Regions from separate parts of the Oryctolagus cuniculus genome. Here region 1 is linked to region 2. Evidence: chromatin contacts called from public Micro-C data. All regions are on one chromosome and are shown on one strand. The core of a region is the stretch at or near the end of the contact, and the rest is flanking DNA. Distances in the headings are between cores, read along the strand shown.

Evidence for each region. Hi-C and Micro-C count contacts between places; a contact is called where the count stands out from the background.
Region 1: a contact with region 2 is called in a Micro-C map of ear pinna, with 2.7 times the contacts expected there. The contact joins the enhancer-like site here to the promoter of FAM47E in region 2. A contact is called at or near these places in 2 of 6 Hi-C or Micro-C datasets (ear pinna and an unstated tissue).

What each region holds. Positions count from the first base shown.
Region 1 is chr8:89,706,096-89,711,901 of mOryCun1.1, reverse strand. All of the region lies in intron 1 of SCARB2 (scavenger receptor class B member 2), which reads right to left. Among named protein-coding and RNA genes, the nearest start is that of SCARB2, 20 kb to the right of the region's middle. Within about 2 kb of position 1,906, at least 2 of the 8 cell types and tissues checked have an H3K27ac peak or open chromatin away from gene starts, as enhancers often do.
Region 2 is chr8:89,638,269-89,643,934 of mOryCun1.1, reverse strand. It overlaps FAM47E (family with sequence similarity 47 member E), which reads left to right and starts at 4,267. Exons shown (of 8, transcript XM_051819670.2): 1 at 4,267-4,932. The coding sequence starts at 4,456.

The DNA of each region.
Region 1 (5,806 bases), core at 657-3,156, 70 kb before region 2:
GACATATTTTGCATCAGTGTGTTTTTTTTTTTTAATTTAAGATTTATTTATTTACTTGAGAGGCAGAGTTACAGAGACAGAGGGAGAGGAAGAGACAGAGAGAGGTCCTCATCTGCCTGTTCACTCCCCAAATGGCCACAATGGCCAGAGCTGGGCTGATCAAAGCCAGGAGCTTCTTCCAGATCTCCCACATGGGTGCAGAGGCCCCAGCACTTGGGCCATCTTCCACTGCTTTCCTTGGCCACAAGCAAAGAACTGGATTAGAAATGGAGCAGCCGGGACTTGAACCGGTGCCCCCATGGGATACTAGCACTGCAGATGGTTGCCCAACCTGCTACACCACAGTGCCAGCCCCCATCAGTGGTTTTTTCCATTTAACTTAGCCCATGAAGTATGTTTCTGATTTCTACTTAGTCTTTTCATTTTAAGGGTTGTTTTCTACTCTAAGTTATAAGTTATCATAATTTTCTAAGGCATTCTTTTCCTGTTGAACTTTCTATTCCTTTCCAGTTTTATGCTAACTCCCTGTGGTTTCAACCTAAACTGGATTATACGCGGGGCTGGAGAGGGATCCAGACTAAAGACTTTCCCCTTCACAGCTGCTAGGTTGTTGACATCTCAGCAGACTCCTGGAAGTCTTTTTTAATTCACACACTGCACTGGATTCTTCTCAACCCCAACCGGAAGTAGTAAAAACCAAGTTCACAGCCACCATTTATGCAGCACCTCGAGTAACGATATGTCCTGAGATAAGTACTCAGCCCGAACCTCACTTCATGCTTGTCATAATCCTAATGAGCCCCTTGTAAAGCACCTCCTCCCTGTGTGAGCACAGGCAGTGCAGTCCAATGGCTGGGAGAGTTAGACTGAAACCAGACTCTGAAAGGATTCCTGCAAAGGGGGGCGGGCTGTAAGATCTCCAAGTGTCTCAGTGTTAAGCAAACAGAGAGGAAGGAGGCGGAAGGTTGGGAGCATGGGCAGGAGGGAGGAGGAGGAGGGAAGTATCTATGTTCCTAAATCTGTATACAAGAAATACATGAAATTTGTATACATTCAATTAAAAAAATAAAATGACAAAAAACAAAAAAAGAATGTATCTTATCAATACTTCAAAATTAAAGTTATTATTAGACTAAAAAAAAAAAAGAGTTTCTGTTTTCTGGGGAGGAGTGAACAAGCTGGAAAGAGCAGGTGTGGGCAGGGCCATAGAGGGGACCCCGAGGCAGGCCTGTGCCGAGGGCAGGGCATCTGCCGACGAGCACCCCAGTGCAGACTTCAGACTGGGGAAGGACTGGACACTTCACTTACTAAAGAAAATCAAGTCAGGTTGATGGACACCAAGGCAACCAGCAAGGGTGAGCGAACACGTGGTTTACCTGGCCTGGTTGGCCTCCAGCTCTGAGGCAGCTTTAGTCCAAAGACAGACGGAAGAGTTTCTAGGTAGCAGGGCAGAACCCTTTCCAGAAGGCGGGTGAGCCCGCTGTGCTGACACGGTCAGCAGTCCCACTTGAACCTGTTCCGCCAACTTTCAGCATCAAAATGAGCGTTCAGTAGATAATCGTTTAGTCGAATTAGGAGACTCCTTAACTACACAGAGCAAAAGCAGACTACCAGAACAGCAACAGCAGGGGGACAGCGTGCCAGTCACAGCAGATGGCAGACTGTGTTACAGCCTCGGGCTCCCCCACAGTCTGCCTGCACCCCCACGGCAGCCTCGGGCTCCCCCAGTCTGCCTGTACCCCCACGGCAGTTCTCCAGCCGAGTCGACTGTGTCCAGACTCCTTCTTAGATACCCCTTAGAGTTCATTCAACTCTTGCCCCCAAGAGTTGCTGGCTGCTTCTTAATCCTGAATGTGTCTCCCTCCCTCCAGCCCACACGGTTGGATGCTCCCAGGGAACACTCAGTACATCCCAGAGCAGACTGTGGGGTGTGTGTGTGTATACGAGAGGGAGAGGGAGAACAGAGGGAAGTTGTAAATACAGCTGCCAGCATTGCTAAAACAGTTGCATCTTTATTTTAATCTCCTGTCAGCTCAGAGGACAATGACCATTATTAGCGCAGCAGCTGTGATTTCCTCTAAGTCTGCTGGAGTCCCAGGGCCTCTGTGGACATCACTCCAGTCTCTACACTGACTGTGCAACATAAGAATCTGCATTTTGGGGGCAGGTGTTTGGTGCGCTCGTTAAGATGCTGCTTGGGACGCCTGCATCTCATATTGGAGGACCTGGTTCAAGTCCCCACTCTGCTTCTGATCCAGCTTCCTGTAATGCAGACCCTGAGAGGCAGCCACGATGGCTCAAGTAGTTAGATCCCTGCCACCCACAGGGAAGACCTAGACTGAGCTCCAGGCTCCTGGCTTTGGCCTGGTCCAGCCCTGGCTGTTGTGGGCAGTTCGGGGAGTGAACCAGTGGATGTGAAATCTCTCTTTGTTACGTCTGTTTCTTTGCCTTACAAAAAAATAAAATATATAAACAATTACTAGTTTTAACAAAGAATTCCCATCTGCAGGTAAAGTGGTGGCACCAGCTTGCCCAAGCCACAAAGCTAAGTAAGTTCAATCAATTCCAACCAAGTCCAGGTGCCACCCACTGCTCCCCAGGGGAGATTCACTAGGTTTTCCAAATAAAAACACAAGATGCCCGTTACATGTGAGTTTCAGATAAACAACTTTTTAACATACCTGTGTCCCCAATACTGCCTGGGCTATGTCAAAAATGCTTTGAATTTTACGAGATGCACGTGGAAGGATTTAGGGTCAAAGTGATATAAAGTCGGCAACTTATACTCAAATGATCAGAGAGCATTTCAGAGAGAGATGCAGTAGCTATGGCACGGTGTTACTAAGAAATCAAAGTGAATCCGAATATCACAGAGACACATTCCTACTAAAATAGTATTTGCTGTTTGTCTGATTCAAGTGTGCCTGGTGCCCTGTACTTCTCTGACAAGCCCAGCCTCAAGGGACAGCCAAGCGGAAGCAAAACACCGAGCTGGACTCTGACCCCTTGTGGACTTCCTGGGCAGCTGTGTGAGGTCATGGTCAGCTCCTGGTCAGGAACCTGAGAAAAGGGAGAACTCCAGAGCTTCCGAAGGGTGACTGCTCAGCGCAGGTACGCCAATGCCCCCAAAGGTGCTCCCGAGTCCCACGCCATAGGATGGCTGGGGAGAGACCGCCAGTCTCCTTGCTCTTCTAATTTCTGTCCCCCAGACACAGTGCGTTCAAGCGTGTACTGCCCGAGCCTGAGCTGCAAAGGCAGGCTTAGAAACCAGCAAATCAAAACCTCAGGCCTAGAGAACGCCTGGCACAGGAAGTCATGCATTCTGCCAGATACAAGGAGCCAGTAGCCCCAGTCAAAGGAGCTCTTTGCCTTCTGAGCATAAAGCCATGGCTGGGAACAACAGACCCCTCGCTGAGGGCTCACGGGGGTGCTGGCAGCCACCAGCCCAACCTTGTCATCAGCTGAGCTGCGTTGCTTCCACTAGAGCACAGATCACTCTAAGGGCCCCAGTCAATTCCACAATGTGACTGTAGGTAGTGTTCATTAATTGTGGGCAAGCAGAACATGATGACTTTTTTCCCGACACAATACTGTGATTCTACCACTAAAACAAATGATGGAAGGATTAGCAAATGATGTGGCGAATCTGCGGTACCAACAGTTAAATGAATAATCTGGACAGAACAGCTCACTCTTCAATCAGCTCACATGGATATCCTGAGAGCTTTCTCTGGGCCCCAAAGGCATAGGCCCTGACCTTGAGAAGAAACTTAGCTAAGGACACCAGAGTCACATAGATTCACGAGCAAGAAAATATCATTGTTGCCTAAGGCAAAAATACTTGCATCTCATAGTAAATTATCAGTCTCCAGAAATTTCTATATTCACACTAGATTTAGAAAAGACCTCCAAAATGACAAATAGTCTACAAATGTGCAGCAAAAAGTCAAGCATTGCTTCCAACCTGTGCTCACACGGGAGGCTACTGAGTTGTTACCTTCAACAGGTAAATGTTACTCTGCTCTCTCCCTGCTCGGCCTACCTTGTGTATAGCAAACTTGGAAACAAAGGAAAGGAAATGAAACACCCCCAAAATCCACACCAGGACCATTAGTACATAGGTTTATTTCCTCTGGTGTCGCTCCCCCTCTTCGTGGGGGAACGACACTGAACCCTGCGCTGTTCTTTCGTCTGCTCGGCCCTCCCCGGGTTTGCTGCTGGTTCTTCCCGGGTTGGCTACTATCCCTTCCACCTCCGTGGAAGGGCAGTTCCCCCTGGCCGCATTCCCCACTTCCGCAGGGGAGCGGCACACCGCCGGCCGGGTCTCTCGGGGGCTGCACGGGTTCCCTTAGATGTTCCCCATAGATGTTTCTGGTGCATGCCGTCTCTCTCCTCCTTTATAGTCCTCCTCCGCCAATCCCAACTCGGCTGAGTACGCTGCTCTCCAATCAGGAGCAAGTCCTACAGTTAATTGGTTGAACTGGAGGCAGCTGTGCGGAAGCTGTTTACTTCTCTCCCAGCGCCATATTGTGGGAGAGCAGATGCATAGAATAAGTCTTAATTCCAGTAACAGTCTAGTCCGGTTTGCTCCCCACAGATCCCCCTTTCTTTTTATTTTTGGCGTTGATACGCGCCTGTCTTCGGTGTCCCGCGGAACACACTCTGCTCTACTTGCTAGAGTTGCCACAGGCTCTTACAAGTCCTATCAATCAGGAAAACCGAATCCGGGTCCTCTCTTCGCCATTGTGAGGAGGTTTTTAGGCGCTGATGCATGCCTGTGTTCGGTGCCCTGCAGCGCATGCTCTGCTCTGCCTGCAGGGGACTTACAAAACCTATCAGGCAAACCGAATCCAAGCCTTCTCATTGCCTTATTGTGGGGGAGACTTATTAGTGTTGGTTCGTGCCTATCTTCGGTGACCTGCAGCTCATAAGCTGCTAGCTGCCCGCAGGTGCTCATCGCCTCACTTGATTAGGCAGACCGAATCCAAGCCTTCTAATTGGCATGTTGAGGGGAGGCCTTATTTTTCTCTATTTCTCTATCTCCGGGCATTTCTATTTCTCCCATTTTACTTCTGTCTGCCAACATTCCTATTTCTCTTTTACTTCACTTCCAAACTTCTGTTTCTCTTATCCCTGCGGCTTTCCGGCACCTCGCCCCGCCGGCGGGTTCCCGGCTCTGCGCCGCTTCAGCCCGCGCGCCTCTCTGCGCGGCTTCCCGGCTTTGCGCGGTCCGCGGTCTCCACGCTTAACCCTTTCGCGTCTGAACCACGGCCTACGCCAGCGTTCCCTTATCTATTCACGCCCCGTGCTCTCTCTGCACGCGGCGGCTTCCGCGAGTAACACAGCGTAGCTTGCGTCTCCACCACTAGGATTCAATCTAAGTTCCCCGGGCTAGCCTGGCGAATTCAACCCAGCGTACGTCTCCGCCCCACGGTTTGGCTTCCCGTCCTTTGCTCCCCGGGCTAATCAGACGGATCCCAACCTGGCTTACGTCTCAGCTTCTAGTTTCAACTTTTCGCCCCCTATTCCCGGGCTAACTTGAGAACCCCAAAGTGGCTTTCGTTTCCGCCTCGGCCTGCCCCCCGCGGCTTCAATTTCCCTAACATTTTTCTCTACCCGGTATGTTTCCCCAAGCTTTCTTCCAACGATACTCCTCCCTCATTTCTCCTGGCCTCTCCCCACAGTCCGCGTCCGAGTCTGTTTGTTCTAGCTTTCACTTTCGCTTTCGACCTTAGAGATTTCTCCCAGCTTCCCCCCGTAGTCCGTATCCGAGTCTATGCCTAGGCTTTCAATAGCTTCTTCCGGC
Region 2 (5,666 bases), core at 3,018-5,517:
TTCCTCTTAGATGTTCCTCGTGCATGTTGTCTCTCTCCTCCTTTATAGTCCTCTTCTACCAATCCCAACTCTGCTACCCACATGCCGAGTACGCTGCTCTCCTCCAATCAGGAGCAGGTCCTGCTGTTTATTGGTTGAACTGGAGGCAGCTGTGTAGAAGCTGTTTCTCCCTTCTCAGCGCCATATTGTGGGAGAGCAGATGCATAGAATGAGTCTTAATTCCAGTAACTTAGTCTAGTCCGAGTTGCTCCCCACACTCCTACACTAGCATTCTGCTTGATTAAAATTCTACAAAGCAATGGACATTTTGGAGGTTATGAGACTAAGTGCTTTTCCCTAAAATTTGGAATACAGCAATCATTAGCAGGACCACCAGGACTCTGGCTTTCTCGTGCAGAGTGTAGTTCCCAACAACCCTAAAACCACCAAGAGGACCGCAGCTGTCCTTCTCACGCCTTGCTGAGACAGACCTTCTGCTGTGACCTTGTCAGCCAGCCGAAGTTGCTTTGGCTTCTTCAGTAATCTGTTCAATAAATGGTACTGGGAAAACTGGATATCTGCATGCAAAATGCATTAAGCCCTTCCCTTGTACTACAAGAAAAAATGAACTCCAAACAGATTAAAGACCTAAATTTAAGAGCTAAAAGTAGCCACTGCCTACAACGCTGGCATCCCTATGAGCACTGGTTCAAGTCCTGGCTATTCCACTTCTGATCCAGCCCCCTGCTAATGTTCCAGGGTTAGCAGCAGAAGATGGTCCAAGTGTTTGAGGTCCTGCCACCACATGGGAGACCTCGATGAGTTACAGGCTCCTGGCTTAAGCCTGGTCCAACTCTCTCTGTTCTCTCTCTCTCTCTCTCTCTCTCTCTCTCTCTCTGTCTTCCCTCTTCTCTTCTCTCTGTAACTCTGCCTTTCAAGTAAATAAGTAAATCTTAAAAAAAAAAAACTCTTAGAAGAAAATATAGGGATATATTGGCAGAATCTTGAATTTTGCAATATTTTTTTTAAATCTGAGAGCAAAAGCAGAGGCAAAAATGGAAAAAAATACATAAGTGGACTTCATTAAAATTAAATACTTTTGTCTATCAAAGGACCCTATCAAGAGATTAAAAATCAACCCCTAGGATGGGAAAAAACATTTACAAATCATGTATCTGATGAGTTTAAAATCCAGAACTTATTTTCTTAAAAAAGTACCACCCAACAACAAAAGAACAATGAAAACACAGGCAAAACACTTGAATAGTATTTTTCTAAGAAGATACACAAATGGCCAGCAAGCACATTAAAAGATGCCCAACGTCTTTAGTCACTAGGGGAATGCAAATCGATGCCACAATAAGCTACTGCTTCACTTCAACTAGGATGCCTATAGTAATACAAATAAACAAAACCCAGGCAATGACAAGTGTTGGTGAGGATGAGGAGAGATTAGGATTCTCAGGCACCGTTGGAGCAAATGTAAGATGGTACAGTTGCTGTGGAGAGCAACTTGGTAGTTCTCATTAAAGTAAACATAGATTCACCACTTGAGCCAGCAATTCCACTCTTGGGTATACATGCCAAAGGACTGAAAACAGTCCTGACACACATTACAATATAGATGAACCTTGAAAGCGTGAAGTGAAAAAGTCAAACATGGAAGGGCAAATACTATACACCTCCACTTGTATGGACGTCTAGAACAGGCTCGTCACTGAGGTGGAAAGGAGATACTAAGTTCCTAAGTACTTGGGGGGGGGGGGCAGGGAATGCGCGCTCAGATGTCTGTGAGCACGCTTCACAAAAGCCAAAACGTGGAAACAACCCAAGTGTCCCTCAACAGATGAATGGATAAGCAAAATGTGATCAAGCTTTAAGTTCATCTTGCTGACATTTTTGTTTTGGTCTCTTTAACTTATTACTTGGAGTTTTATTCAAATCATGTAGATTGGTATATATCAATTTCTTTTTACAGTTTGACTCACTCATGTTTTTTTTTTTTTTTTTTTTTTTTTTTTTTTTTTTTTTTTTTTTTGACAGGCAGAGTGGACAGTGAGAGAGAGAGAGACAGAGAGAAAGGTCTTCCTTTGCCGTTGGTTCACCCTCCAATGGCCGCCGCGGCCGGCGCGCTGCGGCCGGCGCACCGCACTGATCCGATGGCAGGAGCCAGGAGCCAGGTGCTTTTCCTGGTCTCCCATGGGGTGCAGGGCCCAAGCACCTGGGCCATCCTCCACTGCACTCCCTGGCCACAGCAGAGGGCTGGCCTGGAAGAGGGGCAACCGGGACAGAATCCGGTGCCCCGACCGGGACTAGAACCCGGTGTGCCGGCGCCGCTAGGCGGAGGATTTTAATCTGTTATTAGGTGCAAACAATCGAGAATTACATACTGCTGTGTACCTTAGTGTGTGTCTGTCAATCTAACCTTTTATCTTTACATATAACAACATCTGTGATAGTTTTATCTCTGTAATGATCTTTTTACCTTAAGACCTTTCTGTCTTATATTAATATAGTTACCTGAAGTTTCTTTTGGTTAATATCTGCCTAGTGTATCTTTCTTTATACTTCTTTTTTTTTTTTTTTTTTGACAGGCAGAGTGGACTGTGAGAGACAGAGAGACAGAGAGAAAGGTCTTCTTTTGCCGTTGGTTCACCCCCTCAATGGACGCCGCGGCCGGCGCTCTGCGCTGATCCGATGGCAGGAGCCAGGTGCTTCTCCTGGTCTCCCATGGGGTGCAGGGCCCAAGCACCTGGGCCATCCTCCACTGCACTCCCGGGCCTCAGCAGAGAGCTGGCCTGGAAGAGGGGCAACCAGGACAGAATCCAGCGCCCCGAGTGGGACTAGAACCTGGTGTGCCGGCGCCACTACGCGGAGGATTAGCCTAGTGAGCCGCGGCGCCGGCTCTTTATACTTCCTTAATCAATATATTTATCCTCTTCCCAATTAAAGGATATTCACATAAATCTCTTTTGTCAGCTTCTACTTATTATATATTTTACTATTACTATTTTATACAATGCACTTTTTAACAGTATCTACTCACTTATTTTCTTTGGTCAACATTCCATTTTCCTTCTTGGTATTCACTTTGTGATTATTTCTCCTTTATCTGAAGCATAACCTTTAGAATTTTCTTTAGTTGTGATCTACTGACAATAAATGCTGCAGTTTTAACTTTTTTGAAGATGTTTTCTGTTATTGAAAGATAGCTTTGCTAAGTATACAGTGTAAAACGATAACTGTTTTCACTCAAAGCCTGATTATTTTATTGTGCTTGGCTTCTACCATTCCCTAAATAATGAATATACTTACAGTATGGAATGTGTGGTGAAATCAAAAAGTGTTAATTGTTTCCAATCAAATATGGAGTCGGATTTACTACAGGAAGCACATGTCAACTAATGAGGATATGACAATATATGGTTTCTTATTAATTTAACAAACCCTCGATACTAAGTACCAAGGTGACAAGGACCAAGTCTGTTTCATTCTTTCTATTTATTTATTTATTTATTTTGACAGGCAGAGTTAGACAGTGAAAGAGAGAGAGAGAAAGGTCTTCCGTTGGTTCACCCCCCAAAATGGCCGCTAAGGCAGAACTGCGCCGACCTGAAGCCAGGAACCAGGTGCTTCCTCCTGACCTCCCATGCGGGTGCAGGGTCCAAGCACTTGGGCCATCCTCCACTGCCTTCCTGGGCCACAGCAGAGAGCTGGACTGGAAGAGGAGCAACCGGGACTAGAAACCGGTGTGCCAGCGCCGCAGGCGGAGGATTAGCCAAGTGAGCCGCGGTGCCAGCATGTTTCATTGCGCACTACATCTTCAGGGCCTTGCACGGTGCACACCATCAATATTTGCTGAATGAGGACCAGCAAGTACCAGGGCAAGATGGGCGTGACCCTCACCATGTGTTTCGTGGAGGAATCCCACCACCTCAGAGTAATAAAAGCATAAATCTGCAATCACACTGACACCAAGATGATAAAAATAACTACATAGTTGGGCTACTTACAGTGATTTCCCCATGCAACTTTCCTCATTAACTGACAAATACCACTTCCTCATTTCGCAGCAGTTCTTGAGGGCTTCTTGATTGGCTGCGCTTGTGTTGAGTAGATCCTGATCTCCTGGAATCCTCCCAATAACCCTATAGGCAGCTATTATTTCCTCATTCGCAGGCGAGGTAATTAATGGAAGTTATAAACAGTTCAGGTCACGTGCCCAGAGGTGCGTGTACTAAGTGACAGAGCCAAGAGCCATCTCAGGTGCACGGAGAGGCGGCTGAATACACGCAGGAAGGGGAGATTCTGGGACCGTTCTGGCCAGGGCTCCTTTGATCCAGTCCACATTCTCAATAAATGCCCAGAGGTGAAGCTAACTGATGCCCAGCGAGTTTGAAGACGACTCCAGAGAAAGGGCTAGACAAATCACCCCACCGCAACAGGCAAAATTTAATTATCGCAAGAGTCAGGAGAATGGGTTTCTGCTATTTCCTCTGGGAGCAACACTTAGATTTAACTCGAGAGGATTTAGCCAGAGCAGAATACATCCTCCTACAGTCCCCTACTTCCGCGTGCACCTGTCCGCCCGGGGCCACGTCCCTGCTGGAGCGTGTGAGCTGGAAGGGGCTGGAAATGGGCCGGCGACCATACAGCGCGCAGTCCTGGAGTTACGGAGCCGCCGCCAGCAAAAAGACCTTTCTTTGCTTCGGCGACACTGACGCGGGGACGGGCAAGCGAAGCCCGAGCCTTCGCCCTTCCCAGGCGGGCCCACGCCCCCTGGCGTGCGGGAGGCCGGCCGCACCGGGGCGAAGGCGCGGCGGATCCGTCTCCCAGCGACGGGAGCGGGAGGCCGAGAACACACACGCCCCGGGCCCGGCGGTCGCACCGCGCCGGGCGGCAGGCGGCCTCGCTGGCGTCCGTGCTGCCCGCCGGCATGAGCCGCTGGCCGGGGTGAGCCCGCGCGGGGGCGCCCGGGACCGGCGCTTTGCGGGGGCTGGAAGCGGGGTGGGGGCTGGGGGGAAATGGCCCGGGACGGCCGCGGGGAGCCGGGCCGGGGGCCTGTGTCACCTGCACCTGCGTCGTTGTGATGTGAAACCGCCGGCGCTCGGCGCCCCTCGCGGCAAAGGACGCTTCCGTCCCTCGCCTCACAGCCCTCGGGGGTGCAGCTATGAAGGCGCCGTGTCCAGAGGGGACACTGACGGCCACGCAGGCCGCTCGGGTGGGTGGGTGCCTGCTCGGCCTGGGAGCCGAGTCCCCCGCCAGGTGCGCCTGGGTCCCTGTGTGGGCTGTGGGACCCCCGGGGCAGGGCGGCGGGTGCCGACGGTCGCGGCTCTCCTGAGATTCGGCAGCCAGGGGCACCGAGTGGCTGCTCCGGGGCGCGCTTCCGTCCCCACGGGGTCGGTGAGAGGCATGCCTTTTATAGGACCCTGGTGAGCACGCACGGGGATAGCGCAGGCAAACCTGTCCCGGGCAGGGAGTGGGCGCTGCAGACGTGTCAGCAGTGCACACTCTTCCCGAACCTTTTTACCCTCACGTGAAAACCTTGTTTGGCAATGATTGTAGTCGCGGGAGAAGTTGTAAAATTACCACACAGGTCCCAGATGGGCTTCCCGCAGCTGCCTGGGGTTGTACCCTGTTACATCACCAGGGCTCCTTACTTAGGGAGCTTGCGAAGTCCCTTGAAC